Linked DNA regions of Mus musculus: all the other regions are linked to region 1. The links are chromatin contacts, called in public Hi-C and promoter capture Hi-C maps. All regions are on one chromosome and are shown on one strand. The core of a region is the stretch at or near the end of the contact, and the rest is flanking DNA. Distances in the headings are between cores, read along the strand shown.

Evidence for each region. Hi-C and Micro-C count contacts between places; a contact is called where the count stands out from the background. Capture Hi-C pulls out chosen DNA fragments and counts their contacts.
Region 2: a promoter capture Hi-C map of liver shows a contact between it and region 1. The contact joins the promoter of Tmem128 here to the promoter of Slc2a9 in region 1. A contact is called at or near these places in 4 of 39 promoter capture datasets (cranial neural crest, liver, neutrophils and 1 more), 3 of 484 Hi-C or Micro-C datasets (Sertoli cells, bone marrow-derived macrophages and double positive thymocytes), 11 of 115 datasets of contacts at active chromatin or transcription factors (the 230-238 cell line, bone marrow-derived macrophages, effector CD8 T cells and 5 more) and 4 of 9 other capture datasets (adipose tissue, liver, macrophages and 1 more).
Region 3: a contact with region 1 is called in a Hi-C map of cerebellum, with 2.1 times the contacts expected there. The contact joins the enhancer-like site here to the promoter of Slc2a9 in region 1. A contact is called at or near these places in 14 of 484 Hi-C or Micro-C datasets (the C2C12 cell line, the N1E-115 cell line, adipose-derived mesenchymal stem cells and 8 more) and 1 of 9 other capture datasets (pancreatic islet).

Annotation. Positions count from the first base shown.
Region 1 is chr5:38,478,996-38,481,613 of GRCm38.p6, reverse strand. It overlaps Slc2a9 (solute carrier family 2 (facilitated glucose transporter), member 9), which reads left to right and starts at 1,308. Exons shown (of 12, transcript NM_001102414.1): 1 at 1,308-1,575. The coding sequence starts at 1,483.
Region 2 is chr5:38,258,879-38,261,496 of GRCm38.p6, reverse strand. It overlaps Tmem128 (transmembrane protein 128), which reads right to left and starts at 1,312. Exons shown (of 5, transcript NM_025480.4): 1 at 1,005-1,312. The coding sequence starts at 1,095.
Region 3 is chr5:38,634,747-38,637,364 of GRCm38.p6, reverse strand. No RefSeq gene overlaps it. Among named protein-coding and RNA genes, the nearest start is that of Zfp518b, 49 kb to the left of the region's middle. Within about 2 kb of position 1,299, at least 15 of the 459 cell types and tissues checked have an H3K27ac peak or open chromatin away from gene starts, as enhancers often do. A contact at or near this core is called in cerebellum, where this site is marked.

The DNA of each region.
Region 1 (2,618 bases), core at 59-2,558:
GTAGAAAACAAGTTGGTTCCCCAAGACAGCCACAGGGTGACACAGGGCCTTGGCACCCTCCCTGACAGAGTGCCCAGCTGTTCTTGCACGTGTGTGTTAACCACCTGTATCCTGGTGCTCTTGAACTTGTCCAGGGTGAACCCGGGAAGTTTTAAGTCGGATAGGGGTCACCTGATGCATCTCAGCAAGCTTTTACTAGCTGATGAGAACTGTTGCAGTGGAAAAGAAAACAGCACAGAGGGAAGCTGGGGAGCAGGTGAGGGAGAAAGGAGACCATGACTGTGAAGTCCTTGGTGTGAAGGAATGCGGCTATCCCCAACTTCTCTTCTGCAGATCCCTCCTGCACCTTAGGCCCCAGCCATGTAGGCTTTTTTTTTCCCTGTCACCAGCATCAGCTATCTGGCTATCTGTGCCTGCAGAAGGTGTCCCAGGGTGAGGAATGTCAGGCTGAGCAGTTACCTGGGCTCTGTGAATCCCTGGCATTGAACCGAGGCTGGTCTTTCTCGCCCAGGGTGGTCCCTGCTTACCCTGGACAGCATTGTCTCCTTCCATTACCATGGACAGCATTGTCTCATCTGGGCTGGATGCCTTCACGTGCATGTGACAATCATGTCCCCAGAAGTTTCCTTTCTCACCTTCTTTATCTCCACATGTCCTTTCCAGACACAGCTTCTCAGAGTCTTGTGTGGGGACTTGAACACTGCCCCTCACTCCCTACACATTCCTCATTGACCAAGCCTGCTTCTGTCCCCTCCCACCCTATCAGAACACATAATTTACGTAGCCTGCCTTGACCATGGCTCACTGAAAATACTTCTCTGACTGACATTGAAGCAAACTGACCACAGAGTAAATTAATTCTCAGGCTGTCCTGGGGCATACAAGGTCGTTGTCTCGTTACGCGTTACGCTTTTATTGAGCCAGTTAGGACCTGCAGAGAGGGCCACCGACATCGCTGCACGCTGCTCTGCCCATTTGCTCTTTGAGCAGCAGAACTGACTCTGCAGGACAATTAGAGAAAGATCAATATTTCATTTTGCCCCGACAGAATGGAAGCTCAGAGCACGGCCAAGACTTGCCCGTGGACACAGATAAGAGGAGGAGTCAGTGCTGGAACCCATCCAGCTTCTAAGGAGAAAGCCAACAACCTTTGGCCTTGATTCTTAGGAGGTTTCTCTGGGTTTGTGCCAGCTGCCCCATCCAGAGCTCTGGCCTTGTTAGAGAGAATCATAAATGGAGGGGGGGGGGGAGGGGAGCCAAACAAAACAAAACGAAACCAAAAAAAAACCATGACTTGGGCGTGACTCCGGGGAGCGAAGCTGTCTCAGTTGCTTGGGAGCAGGGGAGCAATGTCGCTCGCTTCCTGTTCAGGCATGATCACAGAGCCACGCTTCCTGCTCTGCCCTCCTTCCTGTGGACTCTGCCTCCTCGCTGCAGAGATGCCCTGGCAAGTCCAGGGTCCTGGAGCCAGGAAGAAAAAAGATGGATTCCAGGGAGCTTGCTTTAGCTTCCCTGATGTGTGACACCGGTGGCCCTGGGGAGCTCTCTGTGGGTCACCAGCAGAGGAGGACAAAGGTAAACACAGACCGGCTTCTGTCCTGTGGGGGGTGCAGGCCTGGGTAGCTGCTACTACCAGACAGAGCTCAGCCCCTGTCTGGCAGCTGTGGAGCATACCACCTGGAGCGGGAACGCTGGAGTTTGGAGTTTGAACTCTCTCTCTCTCTCTCTCTCTCTCTCTCTCTCTCTCTCTCTCTCTCTCTCTCTCTCTCTCTCCTTAGCCTTCACTCTCTACCACCTCTGCCATCCCATCAGGGCACTGAGAATGAGGCTCTGGTGGACAGCTCTCTCATGCTTGCTCAGAGCTGACTGCCTTTTCTTTCCTAGGGCAGGCAAACAGTAATACTCTTGATCATAGACTCCTCCTCTTATCTGTGTCCAGTGGGAAGAAGTGTGTGTGTGTGTGTGTGTGTGTGTGTGTGTGTGTGTGTGAGAGAGAGAGAGAGAGAGAGAGAGAGAGAGAGAGAGACAGAGAGACAGAGAGAGAGAGAGACAGAGAGAGAGAGACAGACAGACAGAGACAGACAGAGAGACAGAGACAGAGAGACAGAGAAGCAAGGAAACCCCTCCCCCCCCCCCCCGCCCCAGAAGAGGGGCTGAGGCAGGAGACAGCTTCTATATGCCATTCTCCCTTGCCGAGCAGGACCCTTCCAGATCTGATGGGAGTAGTCCACCCTTAATTAAGATGAGAGTTGAGAGCCATGGGGAGGTGGCAGGGTCTAGAAAAGAGGCTTAAGATAGCTGGCACTAGGCAGTTCCACCATGCCCCCAGCACGCAGGAACTGCACACTGCCTCGGCAGCAGGCTTGGCACCAGACACAGGAGACAAGCAACCTAGTCCCAGCCCTCAGGATAAGCCCCACCCCCTGGAACCTGACAGGGCACACATGCAGTGCCCGGCCCTCTTCTTCTCCTGCAAACCCCTTATGGTGTGGATTCTATTACCACCCTCATCTTAAAGATGAGGAAGCTGATCAAGGAGTGGCCATGTTACTGGTCAAAGCTTACACACTGTAGAAGCTGCAGTGTTAGGATCCAAAGTTGAATCAGAGATAAACATG
Region 2 (2,618 bases), core at 63-2,562, 220 kb after region 1:
TGAGAACCTGAGTTCATCCCCAGCATCCACAGAGACAGGTGGATCCAGGGGCCAAGGGACATCTAGTCTCAAAAAAAATGTGGAGACCAAAAGAGCAAGATGCGCAATCTCTGGCCTCCAAAAGCACGTGTACCAATTAATGAGTGCGCATACACTAATAAAAGGAAAACGCCAAATACAATAAAATTTATACCAAAATATTTTAAACAGACATCAGCTTTTGGGGTAGCTCCAACATGGAGTAACACACCAGAGCTGTAGCCCCGGAAGACAGCATAGACTGCACAGTTGACAGGCGAGTCACTGCTCTCCCTGCAAACAAAATGAAGGGATTCCGACATGCCATCTCTGTATGAGGACTACTGGTTTCCAAGTGAGGTCTCTAGACTATCAGTCTGTAGAGAGGTTACTACTAACACAAATTCTTGAAGATATTCTCAAAATGCACACAAACTGCCAGTGTTTATTTTGAAAAGCTAACAAATAAAGTTCTTACAATATCCAGGTCAAACAGCTCTAAAATAAAGTGTATCTCATCCTTACCGTTCTCTAGCCTATAGGAAGCTAGCATGATTCGTTCCTATGAAATTGCTTTTTATTCTGTGCATCTACAGGCAAAAACACATAATGGAGTGTAGTTCGTACCCAAATGGTGACATGTCATAAATATTGTTCTGAGATACCTTCTGAAAACGGCCCACAGGGATACAGAAAAGTCTATCTGATGTCCAGGCAGAGATACATCTAATCCAAACTGATTTTTGCTAGCTTTCTGCTGACAGGCAGCTAAGTACATACATCCGTACCGTATTACATTGGGGCAAAGCTGAAGTGGTCGGTTTTGGTTTTAGTTTTAAAGGGGGTTTCCAAGCCGGCATTAAGTCGACTCTCCACGGAATGCGGAAATACGGCTCAGGGGAGGATGGGATGGTTGAAAGACCTGTCAGGACCCTGGACACCGACTCGCGGCCCCACTCTGGGCCCCAGAGTCTGGGGAGCCTCACCCGGCTTGGCCTCGTCCTCGCAGTCCAGCTCTACTTCGGAAGGAAACAGGTAACGCCGCCGTAGCTGCTCCCGAGCCCACGGAGCGTCCATCTTGGCGCCCGCCAGTGCGACGGAAGTGACCGCACGCAGCACTTCCGGCGCCAGGTCCAAGGGCGGAATCTCCGGACGCTCGGAATAAAACTGTATTACCTTGGCGGTTTTAGTGGGCGAAGAAACCGCACTAAATCACCAAGAAGCACTTGAACTTTAAAATACGGATCTCTGGTCTCAGGAGCAGTGGGTCCCTGTATTATTACTATCTATGGAAGCTCTAAAGGACCAAGGTTAGCGTTGCCTCTGGCTGCGCGGTCCTGAGAACATCCAGTTTCCAGCGCCTAAACGTAGAAAATAACCTTCTATCCAAGGCTAAACTTCCAAGCCCCAGTCTCCCGGTTACTCCAGCTCTGTAGGGGTTCCACCGCTAGTCTGGGATGAGTTGTAGGCAGTCCCAGGGACAGCAAAGAACCGCCAGATTAGGGGGAAACGACCTCTGAGATTAAAAGAAATTGCACTCCCCCAACATCCCTGTCAGTTTACCAGAAAGCAGGAAAGTGACAGGGTTCATATTCAGCATTCTGAGCCCCAATAATGAGCTGTTCTTCCTCATTTTTATTTATTTATTTATTTATTTATTTTTGGTTTTTCGAGACAGGGTTTCTCTGTATAGTCCTGGCTGTCCTGGAACTCACTTTGTAGACCAGGCTGGCCTCGAACTCAGAAATCCACCTGCCTCTGCCTCCCGAGTGCTGGGATTAAAGGCGTGAGCCACCATACCCGGCTTGTTTTTCCTCACTTTTAAGGTTGTTCAGAAGTATAACTCTGAGGCAGATGATACTGCCTCAAGGTCCTCAATTTTTCACTTTCATAGCTTGGATGAGTGAAAGAGCATGCAATCTGACTAACTCTGCAGGAAACTCCCTCCCAGATGTGATGACACCTTTTGCCTCCAGAGTCTGCATTCCTCTTATAAACTGCAGCTTTCCCCAGTTTCTGGGAATTCATTTTGGAAGCAATTCCCCCTTGTTCCAATTTGCTGTAAATAAGGTTTTTGTTTGTTTGTTGTTGTTGTTGTTGTTGTTTGTTTTGATTTGTTTTATTTTTCTGTGATCACTACTTTGGTATTCTGTTCATTTTGTCTCTGGTAATACTTACAGGTTGCATGGCTTTGGGCAAGGAAGGAACCCAAGACTATTTGCTTTTCTGCCTAATAGACATTATATCCATCTCTATATCTGGTTTGTTGGGCTTGAGGGAAAACCAATGGTTTAGGGATCCTGTGAGCCCTCTTCTCTCGGCTTGTGAAAAATAGCCCTCTCTGGACTGTGGGAACCAGCCTTCTTTTCCAGCCAATTGTTCCCACCACCCAGTGCCCATAATCTGCATTTCACTGGATCACAACTTATTCTTCTATCAAGAGTCCTATTGTTTATTCTCCTACTCTTTCCCTAGTGAGTCATGAGCTGAGAAAGTTTGTGCTTAACCAGTCAAGCGTGTATTGCACCTGCTATTCACTATGAACTGCCATGCCTGAGGCCGGACAATGGAGACAAGATGAGTAAGAACTGACCCTGCTC
Region 3 (2,618 bases), core at 50-2,549, 160 kb before region 1:
TGTACTCATATACATAAAATAAATAAATAAATCTCTAAAAATAATTATTAAAAAAAAAGTTAAAAATCCTTGATATTGTCTGAGGTTCAACCTAGTTTGAAATACCATCTCAGGGCTGAAGAGATGGCTCAGTAGTTAAGAGCCCTTGCTAGTCTTACCGAGGACCCAGTTCAGTTCCCAGTATGCATATCAGTTGGCTCATGCCCACCTATCATAGGCAGTTTGATGCCTTCCTGGCTTGCATGAACACTGCATGTCCGTGGTGCACATAAACATTTTCTTCCTCTTCTTCTTCTTCTTCTTCTTCTTCTTCTTCTTCTTCTTCTTCTTCTTCTTCTTCTTCTTCTTCTTCTTCTTCTTCTTCTTTTTGGTTTTTCGAGACAGGGTTTCTCTGTGTAGCCCTGGCTGTCCTGGAACTCACTCTGTAGACCAGGCTGGCCTCGAACTCAGAAATCCGCCTGTCTCTGCCTCCCAAGTGCTGGGATTAAAGGCTTGCGCCACCATGTCCAGCAAACATTTTCTTAAAGCACATCTTAACTACCATCTCTAAAAATATCTAATTGCATTGTTCAAACTGAAGTCATCGTTGTTTTAGCTTCTTACTTGATTGTCATTTCCTTAAGCTGTCCTCTGGCCCATCCCCTTGGTTATAATTAAAACTGTGAACTGCTTAAACAGAAGCTGAGCCTGGGACAGATGGTGGGGCTGGCTTCATATGGCCATCTTTTCACATCAAAATCCTGGCTTGCATATTCGGCTGATGAACAATATAAACAGGAATCCCCCGCCCCCCCCCCCCCATGACCTAGTTGACCATGTGGGAAATATTTGCCTTTTTGGAAGAGAGCCTGAACCGAGGCTCAGGGCTATTCTTTCCATCTTTGTGGCATCCTCCCTCTGTCAAGAGGATGCCTGCACATGGCCAGGTCAGCTAGGGTGAGCTACAGAGCCCCATATCGCTCCTCCTTCGGAGTGCCCATGGGCCTGATTAGCCTGAACCAGCTGTTAAGACACCTGTGCTGCTGTGACCATCAGCTGCTGCTGCTCTCAAATCTGAGGTCCAGATCATGCTCCTTGGCTGTTTTCTTCCTAGCTTCTAGAATCTGTGTCCCTGAGTCCTTGACCAGTTACTGACAAGGTGGTACTGGGCCTACCTCTCGGCCCTTTTAAACAACTCCCAATTTTGGAACAAAAAATGGAGTTAAACTACCCACTCTGTTACTCAAGACAGCTAGGACTGAGTGGGAGTCCTTCTTAGCTGAACTCTGAGTCTTGACATTTCACACTCATCTAAGAGTCCTGCTACCCTCTACAAACAAACACAGACTGTGCTGCTGAGGTGCCCTGCAAGATGGAGCAGGAGGGAGCACCATCCTGGGGCAGGGAAGCCCAGGGAAGGATTGCTGCTGAAGTGGCTGCTCTCTATCACTCAAGACCTGCACTCCTGCCCAGGCCAGAGGTCAGAGGTCAGGCCACAGCAAAGTTGGACAGGCTCCATGTGTCCATTTTGAGGAATACAAAGGTCTTGTGTGGTGAGATGAGCAACAGGAACCCCTCTCAGAAAAACTGCTTAAAGCCTGAGAGGGGAACCCGATATAACAATTTTAGGAACAGTCTTACCCTTGACCAGACATTCTTGTGTGGATTTGTCTGCTAGGCATTACATACCTAGCCCCAAGGAAGCGTCAGTACTATCTGAATGATCCTGGGAGCAAGATTTTGCCAGCCCAGGCCTAGGCATCCTCACCTGTAAATGGAACAGCTGGCATTCAGACTCATTCCCAAAGCTACTCTTTTCCTATCCTAAAACCTAGCAGCTTGCCTAAGACAAAGCTCTTCCCCATTTCCCTCCCGGGGATTTGAATTGCAGCTAGGCAACTGCCTTATCACTGAGGAGCTTGAGCAGTGGTAGACCAGCCTTTACCTGGGGCAGGGGTGGGGATGCAGGCGGAGCACCCTGCAGGAACCAAGACTTTAACAGTCCTATAGATTCTTCCTGAAAGAATGCTTTCAAAGATCTCTGGCTGGAAAGAGCGGTGGGTTCAGCTCTCTGCATCCCTTATGCAAAGGTCAGTGAACCACAGAGAAAGTGACTTGCTGGAAGGAAAGGAAAACGTTGGCATTTCTATTCATTTGTATTCACGAGCCCTGCCTCTCCCAGGACATCACCTTCCAGGGCCTCTACAGCTCTAAACTGTGTGCACCAGGGACAGGTGGGGGAACCCTGAAAAGTATCATGCCAAAGAATCAGAATCAGAGAACACGAGCACACTGAAGTAAGAACACAGGGGAGTCATCTGGGAGGGGTTAACGTGTTGAATATCCATGGGTGGTTTGAAAACATAGGTTCAGACTCATGCAACAGGTTCCTTATTATAGAAGCTACTTCCCTTCCTTTGCTTGTGAAACACTCTGTGGTTATACCTGCCCCGCTAGATGCAGGGACTCAACGGTTGGCACAAATGACCATTCACTTCCTCAGCTCACTCTAATGCCCTTACAATGTCAAAAATGCTGGGTTCTGTTTTCCCATTATTACAACTGGAAACTTGGCCTTTGAGCAAAACTTTGGAAAAAAAAAACCATTAACAGCCCTCACTAGGACCAGCTGTATACGT